Regions from separate parts of the Gossypium hirsutum genome. Here region 2 is linked to region 1. Evidence: chromatin contacts called from public Hi-C data. All regions are on one chromosome and are shown on one strand. Each heading gives the region's core, a stretch centred on a gene start, on an enhancer-like site or on the middle of the called end of the contact. The rest is flanking DNA. Distances are from core to core; before and after follow the strand shown. Region 1 holds the start of LOC107892158. Region 2 holds the start of LOC107892154 (protein NUCLEAR FUSION DEFECTIVE 4).

Region 1 (2,700 bases), core at 113-2,612:
AATTCTGAAGTCTTACTTTCATGTCCACAATTATAACTCAAACGGAAGTACTAAATGACAAATGACAACAGTCTAAAAGCATATTGTTAACGCATAATCAAAATCAGTTTACATAATAAAAAAGGAACATATTTAAACCAACATAACGAACTAAAGGTATGCTTGGTTGGGAGAAAAAGTGGAAGTAGAGAAGGAGGGAATGGACAAGTGGAAAGAAAATAAATTTTGAGTATGCTTGGTAGGGAAGAAAAATGAGAGGAAAAAGAAAATAGGAGAAATGATCATTTTCCATCCTAATGTATAAAAACCAATCATTCCAAATTGGAATGACAAGAGGAGAGAAAATGAGGAGTGTACCTAAGTTTAAAGCTATGCATTTTTCAAAAGTTTCATTTTTTTTTTCATCTCATTTTTTAAACTCTACTAAGCAATAGAAAGAAACAATATGTAATTTTCTTTCAATTTTTCCACCTTCCCTACCAAGCACCTTTATGGAAAGAAAATTTATATTTTCCATCTTTCTACTTTTCCACCCTTTCGATTTCCATCTTTCCAATTTTCTTCCCACCCAACCAAGCAAAGCCTAAAAGAATTTTGTTAAAATACAATTTTGTTAAAATACAAAGCCATTTGCATAATTATTATTCGATCACACATTCAAGCTCACATGAAAATCTTGTCGACCATGTTGATCAATAATAAATTTACATGGAAGATGAAGTAGTTTGAAAATAATCCATGTCATTACTAGAACAATATTATCAATTTCGACCTATACTAGTCATGTATTATAAAAAATAGAGAGACCAAATTATGTAAAATGAAAGTAGAAGCATAGAATACTAAATTTTGGCATAGTAAAGGGATCGAAAACATAATTAGACCAATCATAAACGAAGCATTCTCCTCAAAAGTGAATTTATGTATCCAGCTGAAGCTCTCAAGCCCTTAATTCCTAACCACAGAAACTAAAAGCAAATTAAAAAAAAAAACAACCTGCTTGTCATTCACAGCGTCTAGAATCCTCTTCTTAAAATCTGCCAAGATAAGGAAAATGTTACTACTCACGAGGATGGAAAAAAAAGGAGAAACGAAGGCGATTAAAAAGTAGAGGAAATGAAAGAAAACATGGAAAATACCTGGCTGGGCAATAAGAAGAGAGAATCGATCAAATAGATATGACAATTGCTCCCTTGATAATGTCCCGTATTTCTGCAACTGGGAATTCGCCATTGACGAACAAAATTTAAGGAAATGAGATATCCAAATGAAAAATAAATAAATAAATATGCTTCTAAAAGTAGAGGACAGGCGAATCAACAAGGTATTTTTCTCATTACTGTACAGTTACAAAGTTACCCTCTTTTAGATTAAGTTCCACCTGGAGGGAGTTATTCAGCTTGCTCATCAGCCCGGCCCGCTTTGGATCAGATTTGGACCTAGATTTCAGTCCCGAGCCAATTTCTATAAATATTAAGGTTTAATTGAATAGAGGTAGTCCGTCGTTTGAGTTAAATATTTATATTTTTTAATTTAAAAAAATATTCATTTTTTTGTCGAATTGGGTACTCAAAATTTATTTCGTAATCAATTTACATTCATTTAAAAAAAATCAGAATCAATCAAGAAGCACCACATCACCACACCATTAAAATCTAATTAAATAAAAAAATTCTATTAATAAATAAAAATATTTATATTTATATTTATATTAAATTAAATAAAAAAATTATTCTCCCTCTCCCTCTTTCACCCCCACCCTGTCGCTCTCCTCATTTCCATATTCTCCATTGCAATTCATTTAGCTAAAAGGACTTTAGCACTTGTACTTGTTACTATTTATAGAGACTTGTGTTTGCAAGAAAGATGCAATGACTACTTCAACTAAAATGGAGAAAGATGAGGTGTTTAAGCTTTCCCTTTAGTTAGCATTTCGATTAGTTTGGCCTTGGGAGAGATTTGTTAACTTAAGACTAAAACCAAATTTGACATCGAAAGGTGAGTTGAGGTTGATTCAATGGCATGATGTGAGAGGAGGGAGAGAGGGAGAAAGAGAGGGATGGCGTAGGAGGTTTTTTTTATTTAATTTTAATATAATTATTTTTATTTAATACTAATATAACTTTTTTTTATTTAGTTCAATTTTAGTGACATGGTGATGTGATGCTTCTTAATTGGCTCTGGCTTTTTTTAACGGACTGCAACAATAGGGTCAACTTTAGTTATGAATAAAGTTTAGGTACCCGATTCGGAAAAAAAAAGTTTAGGTGTGTTAGTGTACTAAACCAAGCTTCATTCAACATTTCAAGTCAACAAGCTGGTAGCAGTTGAGAGTTATTACAATATTGTTAAGTAGTTAGTCAAAACAGTTGTAGTTAGTTGAAATATTGTTATGTATAAGTTATTGACAAGTACAATGAGTGCACTTGTATATAAGGTGTATAAATTTGCAGTCATAAATAATTCAATCAGTGATTCATTTATATTCATTTTGTGTTTTTGTTTCTTATTTTCTCAGCTGCCAAACAATTTTTCTTAGCTTGTTCTTGATCTTTAACATGGTACTAAAGCTTCTTTTCCACACGAATTTTCTTATATGATCATATTCTTGGTATTTCTTTGGTTCATTATGGCTAACTCTACAAGTCCATCACGTGGTTCTGGTGTTAATCTCCCTGGGAATGACTCACTAGCGTTGAA
Region 2 (2,703 bases), core at 150-2,649, 210 kb before region 1:
GCGCAATCTAAAATTACTCATGCAGTGACATCAGTACCAAAATATGACAAAATTAAGGGTAAATAAACTAAGATCCATTGAGTCATAAAATGTAAATTACTAAACTGAAAATGCTAAAATATGTGCTAAAGATAACTAAATGGGGGCAAATTAGCCAATAAGTTGGGAGAAAACATGAGTTCTTTCTAGTACTTGTCATCCAAACTTATAAGCTGAATTGTCATTTTACAAATTAAAAGGAATAAAACAAAATCGAAGAGAATAGGATTAAGAGAAAGATTTAAAACAAAATTATTGAGAGAACTAAGAATGAAGATAATAGGTCTGAATGGAAAAATATAAAGTTTAGAGGGGTTTATACAAAAAAAAATATTACTATTGGGGTATGTAGCCGTTGAAATTGTGACCATTGGAAGGAATGTTACCGTTGCTTGAAACCGCATCCTAGAGAACACATTTTCATTTTCTCACAAATATATAAAAAAAAACCTAAATTCATAAATTTTATAAAAAATCCACATATTTGTATAAATTAATCCTATAATATTACCAAATACTTGCCCAATTAAAAATAGGATAGAAAAGCTACATCGTCTGTGTGCTGTCTTATATAGTTATTCTAATATTTGATGGTAGTGTATGATTTTATACACTCTTAACGAATCATCCCATGTCATTAAAAATAAAAATAAAAATTAATTTTATATTATCCCCGCTAGAATGCTAAACTGAATATCTCCAGGACTGGTGGCCCAAAGAAGCATCCCATCCACATAATTTAGCTGTTTTTTTTTTCTTGTCGGCCACACAATTTAATTGTCCATGTCTCATTTGTTGTGTTTGCATATTAACAGCACCCTAAAAATCAAAAGTAGTAACACAAAAAAATTAAATTAGTCAAAATTATAATAAAATTAATATTTATTTCTTAAAAAATATATTAAGAAATATTTTTTTATCAAAATTTAATTTAAATAAAAATTTTCATTTACAACATCGTTAAAACATTAAAATAATAATTTTATTAAACAATAAATTATTTTTTAAATAGTAAATGTTAACTTTATTTTAATTTAATCTTATTTAATTTTTTTAATAATACATGAATTAAATTAATTTATTTAATAATAATATGACTAATTTAATTAATTCCTCTATTTTAGAGGTATCTCCTAAATGCATTCCCCTGCAAGAATAAGCTTCCAAAACTGACTTTATCTACTACCAGATTCCTTTTTTTATGTTGATTAATGAAATTGATGTAAAGGGAAAACGATTTCTTCCTCCCTTTTGAAAAACTGTTACAGATTTTTAATAATTTGAAAGTTATTACAGGTTTGTAACTTTTATGTATAATATTATATATTACCATTACAAAATTATTAGAAAATAAATAAAGTAAGAAAAGGCACCTTGCAAAAGTTAAACTGAATATCTCCATGACCGGTGACCCAAAGAAACATGACATTAACATGATTTAAGTTTTTTAGGTTTCTCCTCTGTCGTTTTGCATATTAACAGCACCCTAAAGCTCAAAAGTCTCTCACTTTGTTCGTTTTGGGTTGTTTTCGGAGGACTGCATAATGGCCGGACTGGAAGAAGGGTTTCAGGCTTTTCTAAACAATAGATGACTGGTTTTTGTTCCTGCAATGTGGATGCAATCTTGTTCTGGGCCTGGCTATATATTTGGTAGCATATCATCAGTGATAAAGACTTCTTTGAATTATAATCAAAAGCAGATTTCAAAGTTGGGTGTGGCTAAAGATCTTGGAGGCAGTATTGGGCTCATAGCTGGGACATTGTCTGAGATATTGCCTCTATGGAGTGTTTCGCTCGTTGGTGCTTTGCAGAATCTTATGGGTTATGGTTCCGTTTGGTTGATTGTTACAGGGAAAGTACCAGTTTTTCCATTGTGGGCTGTGAGTATCATTTAAAAGCTCTTCTTTTCTTGTTTGCTTGGTTTAATTCTATCAATTTGTAATCCTCTGTTTCTTCTTCTATTTTGAGCATTTTGGCTCATATAGTATGATGCTAGATAGCTATCAATCCGATAGCATTTTAGTGAAAAATCTTTGATAACCAATCTCAGTATGCAGATGTGCGTCTTAATATTTGTGGGAAACAATGGTGAGACCTACTTCAATACGGCTGCACTTGTTTCTGGTTTGCAAAACTTTCCAGAAAGCACGGGTCCAGTGGTAGGAATTCTCAAGGGATTTACTGCTTTGAGCGGTGCAATTTTGAGTCAGATATACACACTGATTAATTTCCCAGATCAATCATCTTTCATATTCATGGTTGCAGTTGGACCAACAATGGTGGTTATTGCTTTAATGTTCATTATCAGACCTGTTGGAGGTCACAAACAAGTGCGTCCATCTGATGGTTCAAGTTTCACACTTGTTTATTGTGTGTGCCTCCTTCTGGCTACTTACTTGATGGCAATCATGATTCTGGAAGATCTTGTTAGTATGAGCCACAATTTAGTCACAGTTTTTACTCTGATTTTGTTTGTTCTTCTTTTGATTCCCGTCGGATTGAGTTTCCGCGAAGAGCCTAGAGATCCAGCAGAAGAGATTCTTCTACCAAGGCCTGAGCAACATGAAGTAGTATCCAGTGAGTTTAAAAATGAAAAACCCGAGGAAGTAGACTCGCTTGCGGTGCCGGAAGGGCAAAAACGAAATGCTCTGTTGCAAGCAGAAC

What was found. Hi-C and Micro-C count contacts between places; a contact is called where the count stands out from the background.
Region 2: a contact with region 1 is called in a Hi-C map of leaf, with 1.9 times the contacts expected there. The contact joins the promoter of LOC107892154 here to the promoter of LOC107892158 in region 1. A contact is called at or near these places in 3 of 34 Hi-C or Micro-C datasets (callus and leaf).

Annotation. Positions count from the first base shown.
Region 1 is chrD09:12,396,178-12,398,877 of Gossypium_hirsutum_v2.1, reverse strand. LOC107892158 reads right to left here and starts at 1,362. Exons shown (of 8, transcript XM_016817163.2): 1 at 1,140-1,362; 2 at 997-1,037. The coding sequence starts at 1,233.
Region 2 is chrD09:12,605,071-12,607,773 of Gossypium_hirsutum_v2.1, reverse strand. LOC107892154 (protein NUCLEAR FUSION DEFECTIVE 4) reads left to right here and starts at 1,399. Exons shown (of 3, transcript XM_016817157.2): 1 at 1,399-1,919; 2 at 2,097-2,703. The coding sequence starts at 1,650.